Linked DNA regions of Oryctolagus cuniculus: region 1 is linked to region 2. A link is a contact called in public Micro-C data. All regions are on one chromosome and are shown on one strand. Each heading gives the region's core, a stretch centred on a gene start, on an enhancer-like site or on the middle of the called end of the contact. The rest is flanking DNA. Distances are from core to core; before and after follow the strand shown.

Evidence for each region. Hi-C and Micro-C count contacts between places; a contact is called where the count stands out from the background.
Region 1: a contact with region 2 is called in a Micro-C map of ear pinna, with 2.6 times the contacts expected there. The contact joins the promoter of NR4A3 here to the enhancer-like site in region 2. A contact is called at or near these places in 2 of 6 Hi-C or Micro-C datasets (ear pinna and skin fibroblasts).

Annotation. Positions count from the first base shown.
Region 1 is chr1:203,481,018-203,486,747 of mOryCun1.1, forward strand. NR4A3 (nuclear receptor subfamily 4 group A member 3) reads left to right here and starts at 1,984. Exons shown (of 9, transcript XM_017349418.3): 1 at 1,984-2,537; 2 at 5,306-5,593; 3 at 5,717-5,730. LOC103349472 (a long non-coding RNA gene) reads right to left here and starts at 115. Exons shown (of 9, transcript XR_011381209.1): 1 at 12-115.
Region 2 is chr1:202,914,362-202,920,057 of mOryCun1.1, forward strand. The region is part of intron 3 of SEC61B (SEC61 translocon subunit beta); the gene reads left to right. Among named protein-coding and RNA genes, the nearest start is that of SEC61B, 40 kb to the left of the region's middle. Within about 2 kb of position 1,585, at least 1 of the 8 cell types and tissues checked has an H3K27ac peak or open chromatin away from gene starts, as enhancers often do. A contact at or near this core is called in ear pinna, where this site is marked.

The DNA.
Region 1 (5,730 bases), core at 734-3,233, 570 kb after region 2:
CTCCCACTCACCCCGACCCCCAGCGCCGAGCCCGGCCCCAAGTCGCGGGTCACCTGACGGGGTCGAACCGAGTCCAAGATGGCGACTCGCCCCCGCCCCCTCCGCGCTGTCGGCGGGGTCAGCGCGCCCCCTCACGCGGCGCGCTCGCGCCCGAGGCCCGGCTAAAAATAGCCAGGCCCCACTATATTTGGTTCGGCCGGATCCCGGCGCGGCCGCGCGCGCGCCCCGCCCCGCCCGGCCCGGCCCCGCCCCGCGCGCCCCGCCCCGCCCCTCGTGGCGCTGAATGGAGAAGGGGCGGGGGTGACCGAGGGGAACCTACTCCGCTATCTGCGGCGCGCGCCGGCGGCGGGGCCCGGCCAACCGCCGAATTTAGTAACATCGCCTGCGTCAATCACGCGCCTCGCGTGCGTCAGCGCCGCGCGGCTCCAGGTCCCGCTCCCCGCCCCCCTCCCGCCGCCAGCCTTTGAATGGATACAATGTAGCAGCGCCCTCCTTGCTTCGGAGACTAGATTGAACTCCGCAGCGCTGCAGAGGCTCGGTTCCTCTCGGCTGGGTCAGCTTTGGCAGCATCCTCCCACGGTCTGCACATTACCCATGCCGTACATATTTATTCGTAGTTTGGTTTGCAAGGTTCTGGTCCCACCTCGAAACTTCTTCGGTACTGCTCCCCACACACATTTAAAAAAAAAAAAAAACATAGGGACAGGTCAAATAAATAGTCACGCCCGAAGCCACTGGACCACTTGGGGACCACGTATGTCAGCGCTGTTACGGTCAAATGTTTTCTCCTCCAAAATTCATTTCTGAAAGGGGTTGCTGTCACTCAAGCAGCATCCTCTGGAACTCAGCATCTGGAACTCCGATGCATTTTCTGTTTTGATTTTCAGCCACTCACACTGAAATGCATCGTTTCCAAGAAGAAACTGCTGCCCCTCACAGGGTCACCCAGGCTTTGGGCACAACCTCCCAAGACCACAGCAAATCCCCTAGCGAGGGCCACTGACTCATCAATCCTGCGGGCTGATTTCGAAATGCTTCATCTGGGAGATGGGCGAGGGGGGGGCTCTACAGACATCAAAAAGTGAAAGTGCAGAGTTCCACGCCGACCGCGTGCTGGGGATGAGCGAGGGTTTACAACAGCCAACCCCGCTCAGCTGTTCAGCACGTGTGTGTTTGTTTTTGCACACCTCCGGTGGTTCCGTGCGCGTGGACGATGGATGTGCGCCCGGCTGGGTTATAGTGTGTCCGGTCGGGAAACCCAGACCCTGAGTGTAAAGAAGTCAAACCTCATCCGCGAGCCAGCTGCATCCTCGTGCGAAACACGCACCCAGAAGCTGCTGGGCGGAGGAGGGGAGTCAGCCTAAGCGCACAGGGCCAGGGCTAAGTAAACAGCTCCAGCGCCGTGGCAGGAGGAAAGCGCAGCTGCACCTCCGGGAGTCTTCGGGCTGGTGCCAGACTCCTGCTGCACCGCCTGCCAGGTCACTCGGAGAAGCTGGCTGGCGCAGCCTTCCCTCTCGGAAGAGCTGTCCTCTCCCTTACCCCCCGGCCCTGGCTCGCAGCCTCGGGGCAGCCTCGGAGGCGAGCCAGCAGCACTCCTCCAGCGCTACTCCACCCGAGCCTGACAGCTGGGCGGTGCCGCCTGACCCGCGGGCGGGCCGCTGCACCCTCCCGCAGACGCGCGCTCCGGCGAGCTGTGCCGCTGCTCAGGGGTTGGCAGCGCGGGTCCCAGAGGCCCCCCCTCGGCCAGGGCACAGTTTTCCATTGTGCCGCCACGCTCCTGGGCAGGGGAACGCGCGCGCGCGCTCCAGATCACTCACCCGCGCGCGCGCGCACACACACACACACACACCCTCCCTCGCACACGCGGAACCGGCTGGGCCAGGGGAGGGAGGAGGAGGAGGGTGACGTAGCGTCCCATGGCGTCACATTGACGTCTCGCATTCCAGGCACTCTATGGAGAGGCCGCTAGGGCTCCTGTGGCATAAATGACGTGCCGGGAGAGCGAGCGAACGCGCAGCCGGGAGAGCGGAGTCTCCTGCCTCCCGCCCCCAACCCCTCCAGCGCCTGCTCCTCCTCCGCTCCCCATACACAGACACGCTCACACCCGCTCCCTCACTCGCACGCACAGACACACGCGCGCACACACGCTCCGCACACACGCTCCCTTCTCGCCCGCGCGCTCACACCCCTCGCGCCCTGCGCCCTTGCCGGGGCCGCGCCGCGCCGCAGCCGGACGCTCCTGCCCGGCTCCCTTGGCGACGCTGACAGCGCCGGCGGTGGCCGTGGAGGTGGGCACGACGGCTGCATCCTGCCCTGCGGTCGCGGCCGGAGCCAGGACGCCCGCAGAACCTCTCGGCGCCGCTCTCCCATGAGTCGGGGTCGCAGCATCCCCCGCCAGCCGCTCGCCGCCTCCGGGAGCCGCGGGGCTTGTACACCGCAGCCCTTCCGGGACAGCAGCTGCGACTCCCACCCAAGTGCAGATTTCGGGGCAGCTCTCTAGAAACTCGCTCTAAAGACGGAACCGCCACAGCACTCAAGTATGTATAAGATTCGCCCGGTTAATAGGGGGACTTGCTAAAAAGTTGGCGCGCTGGGGAGCTTGGCTCCTGAAATTGACAACTTTGAGCGTGGGGTCTTCCCCCCCTTCAACCAAACCCCGCCGCCTCCGGGCTCCGGCTTCGCGAGGCGAGCGGCCCGTGGGTTCTGATCTGAAACTTTTCCTCGGGAGCGGGCCCGCGGGGATCTCCGGAGCGAGTGGGATTCCTCTCCCCACCCCGAGAGGCGAAAAGCCTCTAACAAAGAGGAGAACCGGGATTTGTGCAGCAGCAGCCCCAGAGCTGTAATTCAGGGTATTTCGCTCTAGTTGTCATGGTAATGATGCTCTCGGCGGCGGCGGCGGCGGCGGCGGCGGGGAGTTGCAGCTCCGGTGATGAACGGCAGTAATTTTCCTGCCTTTTTAGTAGAATCGGAAATAGGGGCTCTGGCGGGTCCAAGCTGACGAACCGAACGGTGGTACCGAGTTGGCTGGGCTGGCAGGGAGCAAGCCTGGGAGGGAAAGGGCCGCCCGAGTTTGCATAGGCGCCCGGAGATCTCAGGAAAGGACGTAATTGTAGGAATGTGGCTTATTGTATTGAAATGAGCCTGGGGCTCCGCTGGGCACGTCTGCCTGGCGTCGCCCGGCTTGCCGGCTTACACTTTGCGCTTTGGAGGTAATCGGGAGTAATTGTCGGCTCCCGGGCCCCGACACGCGTGGGGACCTGGAGCCTCTCCTCTGGGCCAGGCGCGGTGCGGGAAAGCCATGCTCCCGGGTCACTGCCTGAGCTCGCGCTTTTGGAGAAGTTGCTCCGAGCGCCTTACTTAGTAGAAATGAAAGTTGTCGGCAGCCGAGAGGGAGCGCAGAGAGGCGAGCGCGGCCCGCGACGATCGACCGCCGCGGGCACCGCTGGGACCTGCTGGGAGCCCTGGGACCGGGCGAAGGAGGAGGGCCGTTTGCCCCCCTTGATTCCCGAGAGATGTTCTTGGAGATTGCCTTTTTATTCGTGTGTCTGGGCTCTCCGGAGGGAAGAGCTGCACGGAGTTCGGGGAGCAGGAATCCGGAGCGTTAGCCCCCGGCGCGAGGGTGCCGGGGAGGTCCGCGGGCGCCTGCACCCGATCCCCCCGCGAACCCAAGTCCTGGGGCTCCTTTTCCCACGACGGGGGAGTGTATTACAGAATCGAGACGGGGGGAAGAAAAGCTGTGCGTCTCGGAGCCTGGGCACAATGAATGAAATCACTTTATTCTAGTTATTGCAGCCGAACAAGACGTTCGTCATGTGGCTGTCAAAGACTCCTTGGGCCCCAGCGACCTCCCCCTCCGCCCGGTCCCTCTCCCCGCACCCCAGGCAGATCCCCGGGACCGTGCGCTCGCAGAAACCCTCCCCCGCGCCGCGGCTGGGTTCCCTCGGTCTTTCTGAGAATCTTTCCCTTTCTGTCGTTGTCTCCTCCACTCCCCTTGCCCCCGCCCAGCCTCCGCCCCCGCTCCCCGGGGTTGGAAACTCCGCGGAAGAGCCCCGGTCACAATGGTGCGTTTCACGGTTTCCTCCACACACTTCACCCCAGGGAGGGGAACACGGGGGTGTTCCTTTCGTCCGCCCACGAGAGAGAAAGGGGCTTTGACGGATGTAGTTACTGCTTCCTAATTTATAACCCCGAGCCTCAGGTCCCGGCCGGCTGCCGTGAGCGCGAGCCGCGGAACGTGTTTCCAGGCGCCGAGCCCTACGCCTAGGTAACCGGCCGTTTGCGGGGCGGAGGGAACCGAGGGGCGCCCGGGCCGGGATGTCTGGGAGACGCCTGGACTCTGCCGCCGCCGCCGCCGCTGGGCGCGCGAGAGGAACCCCTTCCTTGGGGAGGCGCGGCGGCCCTCAGCCGCCCGGAATTCAGAGGGCTCCCCAGGCAGGGGCGGGAATGCGAGCACCCACTGGAGTAGGGGGCGGGGACAGCCAGAGACCCCTACTGAAGCTGCGCGGGGACGGGAAGCACGCGCTGCGGCCGTGGAAAGATCCTCCAGGGCCTGCGCTCCAGGGAGCTCAAGCTTCCCGTCGGAGCGGCTCAGGCAGGGGATGGCGAGGGAATCCCCCCGTTTCTTAGCCCTCAAGGTTTTCCCGCACCCGGGGACTCCGAGCCCCTTTCTCTGTCCCTGCACGCAAAGTCTGGCCATCGAGGGTGGCAGGAGGCAGAACTTACCTGGCCTTTGCGGACCGTGCACCCGGGAGGTTTTTTCTTCTGGTTTTGTTTGACTTGGGGTTTTGTGTATTTTTTCTTTTCGATCCACGTTCCTACCCTCCGAGCTTTGCCCACCCCAGGCAAAGGGGGCGCTGTAGGCCGGAGTTTGGGGCCAAAGCGCTCCGAGACGAAGTTTCGCTGGGCTGCGCGTGGAGCCTTTCGCCCGGGAGCCGCATTAGGCGCTCCCAGGAATGTGCCCCCTCCGGGGCGCGGGATGGCCTGCAGCCTCGAAGCCGCCCACCCTCGGGGACACCGCCCGCTGCGTGCAGGGAACCTCCCTCCGCCCGCCTCGCCGCCCGGCTTCCAGCGCGGGCCTCCTTGTGCACTGTGCCCTTTTGTTTGCTTGACCCCTGGCCCCCGAAACTCCCGGCTAATAGAAGCGAAGCTCCATTAGCATTTAGAATGAAAAGCGTAGACTTTCTTAATTCCTCGGGGCATTCATGCATTCGTTCCGGACCTTATGCATTTCCTATGCAACGTGTAAAAATTTGTATCTGAGGGGTGGCGGGCGGGCGGAGTTGGAAAATGGCTATTTTCCGCTCAGGCACACTCGCTGACCCCCAAATTCGGGCGGAACTCGTTCCTCAAGCGTTCTCTTTTCTTCGGTGTTCCTGCCTTCGCGAGCCCGGAACCAATTGTGGGGGCAAAGAGAGCAATTTCTGGGCGACGACAGGCTGCGAGGTTTTTAGCCTCGGTTCGGGTACCTCAAAACGGCGATGAGCGCAGCGGGTGCGGACAACCTTTCCTCGGCTTTCCCAAGGCGGTGTGATGCTTCTTGCCCAGGGACTCCGGTACCCTTAAGTACCCTTACCTGCCCTTACGCTAATTCTTGGTAATTAACGCAGTAGAATTCTCTAGAGGCTCCCCGCCAAACCCCTCCCCGTATGCCCGCCCAGGCCATGGTGACCCAGCCTGGTCTCATCGCGACCTCTGCCCTCTCTCCCGGTGCCTGCAGAGCCCACTGCGGAA
Region 2 (5,696 bases), core at 335-2,834:
TACACTTAGGAAGTACCTATTTTGTAGGATTGTTATGAGATTTGAAAACGGATTCCTTCGAGAGGTTTACAGGATGCGTTTCTGCAGCCCTGGGCATGGGACTAAGAGCTCCGTAATGATCAGCAGCTATCTTAAAATATCTGAGAGGAGAGTATGGCCGCAAGTGCCGGGAGTATTCACGGAGGCCAGCCTCAGGGACACTATTGATTGATTGATCAATCGCAGGAGCTTTATTATCTTCTTTTATAAAGGATGGTATGCGGGCAGGCACTTGTGGCTTAGTAGGCTAAGTCGCCACCTGCAGTGCCCGCATCCCCTTTGGGCACCAGTTTGTGTCCTGGCTGCTCCTCTTCCGATCCAGCTCCCTGCTAATGTGCCTGGGAAAGCAGAGGAAGGTGGCTCAAGTGCTTGGGCCTGGAGGAAGCTCCTGGCTCCTGGCTTTGGATCAGCCCAGCCCTGGCGTTTGCAGCCATTTGAGGAGTGAACCAGTGGATGGAAGATCTTTCTCTTTGTCTCTCCCTCTCTCTGTCTGTAATTCTGCCTCTCAAATAAATATTAAAGAAAAGTACCATATGTATAAAGCAGCTAATAGAGTATTGGATTGTTGTAGGGCTCGATGGAAGGTAGCCAGTGTTCTTCAATTTTTCTTGATTCTTCTCCATCTCTGAATTTAAATAATGAACATGCATTCTTCAAAACTCTTTCACATAGCTCTGTGTATCTGACAACTGATTAACAAATCCTAACACAGGATGTCCTTCGTGCTTGGCTTGGTGGCATGGCAAGGTGGCTGTGGGGCACTTCCCTTCCGCTGGGAGCCCGGTAGAACTATCTCCATTGTATTTGCATCGCCTTCTTTGAGGAGTCCTGGAATGGGCCTTCCCCGCGGCCATCCCTAACTCATCCTGGTTTTTGATGCAGCATTCCTGCTATGACTCAGTAGTTTCTTCTTTTGCCGTTTCTTCCTCAGATTTTCCTTTTTCACAATCAATTCCAGGACTCTTACAACCGCCTCCCCCCAGTGTTATCCCGCTCCACGCTCTCCTTCCCCATCCAAAACAAATAGCAATTCATCTCTCCCTGCGAAGGAAGTCAGGATTGTTGATCATAATCATTTTTACCTCTTTCAAGTCCCAATTAAAATTAAGTGCATGAGTAAACTGGGATGACAAACCCGAGAGGAAAGGATGACTAATCTGATGGAAGATATTGAGTAATTTGACCAACTATTTTGGGAAAAAAAAGTGAGATTCCAAAGCATACCAACAACAAAATAAATTCCAGATGAATTAAAAAAGAAACAACCTAGTAAGGAAAGGCTGAAGAAGATATTGGTGAATATCTTATCTCAGGGTAAGGAAAACTTTTCTAGGTTATTCCAAGTATATGTGCCTAAATAAAACATGCTAACTCCTCTAACTCCAAATCAAAACAGAGTCCAAAACAACATGGAGAGCAAAGATATTTGCAAGATTCATGCCAAAGACAGACAGCTTTCAGATAGAAAAAGGCTTCATAATGAGAGTATTTGAGTAAGTTCTTGGAAAAGTGAGCAGAGATAAGCAAAGAGAAAAGATAAGTGACAGATAGGGTAGGGGGGAGTTTTGTGGCAGGGTGGGCATTTAGCCCTGCAGTTGAATGCCTTTGTCACACGTCAGAGTACCTGAGTGTGAACCCTGGCTCTGGCTGCTGACTCCAGCTCCCCACCCATGGAAACCCTGGGAGAAAGAAGTGGTGGCTCAAGTAGTTGGATTCTTACCACCTTTATGGAAGACCTGGGTTAAGTTCTGGGCTTCTGGGTTCTGGCTGGCCCAATCCTGGCCATTATAGGCATTTAGAGAGTGAACCAACAGATGGGAATTCTCTTTATCTGTCTGTCTCTCTTCCTCTCTGTATCTCTGCCTCTATAAAAAAAGAAAATAACAAAACCTTAATTTTTTGTTTTGCATAAAACTGATAAAACATTAATTAATATTAATATGAAATATGACAAGTAACTCAAAAGAAGAACCAGCAGAGGTTGTGGACAAATAAATCACCAAGGAAGAAATAAAAATGGCCAAGAAAGACATGAAAAGATGCTCAACTCCACCAATGACTAGGAAAATGCAATTAAAATTTATTTATTAATTTGAAAGGTAGAGCAACACAGAGAGAGGCAGAAACAGGAAGAGAAAGATAATTTCTATGAGCTGATTCGCAGTCCAAATGGTCACAACAGCCAGGACTGGGCCAAGCCAAAGCCTGGAGCTCCATCTGGGTGTTGGGGACTCAAGCCCTTGGGCTATCTTCTCCTGCTTTCCCAGGTGCATTAGCAGGGAGATGACTGGAAGCAGAGCAGCTGGGACTCCAAATACTGCTCTGGTATGGGAATGCCAGTGTTGGAAGTGTCTGCTTAACCTGCTGTGTTCCAGTGTTGGCCCCCACAATTTTTTTTAAAAATTCCCTTTCCACTTAACATCAAAAGCTAGAAGAGTGGTGGTGGGTATGAGGGCAGCAGGACCTGCCTTATATTCTCAGTGGTGAAACTGAATGTATACATCGGTAAGGTCTTTTGAGGAGAAATGGGATTCACATATTCCAGAGAGCACGAGCAGATGTGTGCAGAATTGTCACTGAGGTGGTGGAAGGACTTGCAATATCTCAGACATCCAATAAGAGCACTCCGCTCAGTGGATACTACTCAGCTTGTAAAATGAACGCGCTGCAGTTGTCTATACAGCTAGGGAAAGATGCTCTAATAATAAAAACATTTACAATGTCCGCAATCATTGCTTTAAAAAGTACCTGGCAGGACTTTAGATGGGGTCTGTTTGCAGTTGTGTAAACACAAACTTGACCTCTGCCATCAGGAGCTGTCCTCTGTGGCCCTGCTGGCAGGAACTAACCCTGCTGGCCAGACAAGCTGAGCACAGCCCCCTGTTTGAACAAACGGCCGTTTGGGGGCGCTTGTGTCTCAGCGCTCTTTCTCTCTTTGGTGCGCCGGGTGGACTTGGGACTCCTTGGCCTTGTTAAGGTGGCTTAAGGTGGGTCATGACCCTTCCATGGATTTCTGCAGGTTTCGTCTCAGGAGCGGGCCTGGCTGGCCACCGCTTCTCTGTGAGCATAAAGAAAAACCAAGCAGCAGAAGCGGGCTTGTTTTGGCTCAGTGCCAGGAGGCCTCTCCCAACAAGCACAGTGGACAGTAAGCAGGTTGGACCCTGCGGTGAGAAGGGAGGGGAACCATGGCGGTGTTCGGAGGGCCCTACCCCTCTGGGTTTTTTCAAACCTCCCGGGAAGCTGAAATCTGCTTCTCTGGGGTTCTATCCTTGGTTCCTGCTGCTGGGGGTCAGGCCCCGCCCCCTAAAGAGGACTGTCCTGTTCTCCCTGTGGCAGCCTCAACAGGTGGAATCCTCAGGAGAGGTTCACCCAGGAGGGCGTTATTTCAAAAGTTCCTGGAAAATAGAATTAAAACACACGTTTGTTTTGCTGCAAAAAGTTGTTGACATTCGTGCTTGTTCTTTTCATAATGCGTGCTTTCAATGAGCTTTCTGAGGGGCCGCACGGAGGCAGGAGCACTGGCCAGCACACCATGGCCTGTGCATTTGGCTGTCACAGCATACCCAGAGCTGGGTGCTTCATAAGGCAAACAGGTTGACTTGGCTTACAGTTCTCCTACCTGTTGCCAAGGTCCTGGTAAGGGACCCATGCTGCGTCTCCACGGGACAAACAGAACGGGAACTGGCTACGTGCCAAAGGGGCCAAGGGGTGGGGTGACCTCATTTTACAACAACACATTCTCTCAAGGGCTAACTCACCAAAGTCCTTCTGAGGGCTGTGCCCCCCAACCCCCCATCACCTGCTGCTCCCACCTGGCCCCGCCTCTTAAAGGTCACCACATCTAACACTGCGCCCCCGGGGACCAAGCGTGGATCTTCAGGGGACACACTGACGCCTTATCTAAATCTTTGCACACAATTTTCTTTCTCTAAAAGATCTGATTTTCATATCTCTGAATAAATACATTTTTTCAGCTATCATACCTTTTGTAGATGTTGGTTCTATTGCTAAACAGGCTTCCTAGGAATTGAGTAATTCTGAGATGTGAAAAGGGCAAAAGGGCATAAAGGAACTTGTAAAATTATAATTTTATAAAAGTGACGTAGTGCTACAAGGCGGAAGGAAAACCCGCTACTTTCTCATATGATGTGTGCTGGGTGGAACTCGGCCCTGTGCGGTTGGAACACTCAGGAACAATCCCCCACCCTGGATCTCATCCTCTCCTGCCCTCTGAGGAGCGCTCACTGCCCTTCTGTCTCTGGGATGGCCAGTCATCCTGTCTGGTCTGGCCATCACGTGAGCCCTGCCCCAGTGCAGAGGACATGCTGGTTCCCCTCTACCCTCGGGTGCTGTGCTTTTACCACGCAGAGTTTATGCTCGCTGCCTCACCGCCTCACCCCTCCACGCCATTCTGTCCTCAACCCCTCCCCGCTCAGCTCTAACTGTTGGCCCCTTGCTGTCCCATTCACCTCACTGCACCCCACGGACCTTTTCACTCCTTATCTTTTATGACTCCTCAACAGCACCAGATACTGTTGGCAGTTTGGCCTTTGGGTGGTTTCCTGGGTGGTCTTCTGGTTCTTCCTCCACCTCTTTGGGTGCTAAGCATCTCTCCATCCACTTGCCTTTTGGTAGCTTTGGGATCTGCAAGGAGGGAAGGCCTATACTTCCGGGAATGGAGAGTCCCTACCCGCACTTCCAGGGAAGAAAAGTCCTTGTCAAGGTCCCCATGGGTGCCTAAAGGTCAACCAATGAGGATCAGACCCGCCTCAACCTTTAACCCCCACGCCCTGTATCTATAAAAGGAGCCCTCCCAACCTCTGACGTGCGACTTCCCTGCCCCCGCTCTGTTGCTCTGTTGGGACTGGGGAACCTCTACAGCACCAGACACTGTTGGCAGTTTGGCCTTTGGGTGGTCTTCCTGGGTGGTCTTCTGGTTCTTCCTCCACCTCTTTGGGTGCTAAGCATCTCTCATCCTCCTGCCCTTTCCTTGTTTATTTTCAAGTCTTCATCTAAGCCCTTTTTCCCTTTTTATTTTTCTCTGTCTTCCTTATTGATTACACCTCTCATTTTTTTTAGAAAAAGGACTTTACATTCTGTGTCCCCAGCCTGGATGTCTCCTCTGAACTCCGGATCTGAATATCCAATGACCATTTGTCTCAGTGTCTCCCCAAAGTCTTCTGGCCAAGACTGAGTTCATGCTATCCACCCCCCCCCCCCGACTTCCTGCTGTCTGATGAGTCAGAAGTTCAGCTCCATCCTTATTTTTTTTATTTATTTTTTTTTTTTTTACAGGCAGAGTGGACAGTGAGAGAGAGAGACAGAAAAAAGGTCTTCCTTTGCTGTTGGTTCACCCTCCAATGGCTACCACGGCCGGCGCACTGCGGCCGGCGCACCACGCTGATCCGATGGCAGGAGCCAGGTGCTTCTCCTGGTCTCCCATGGGGTACAGGGCCCAAGTACTTGGGCCATCCTCCACTGCACTCCCTGGCCACAGCAGAGAGCTGGCCTGGAAGAGGGGCAACCGGGACAGAATCCGGCGCCCCGACCAGGACTAGAACCTGGTGTGCCGGCGCCACAAGGCGGAGGATTAGCCTAGTGAGCCGCGGGGCCCGTCAGCTCCATCCTTGACTGCCTTCCTCTCACTGCATCCCGTG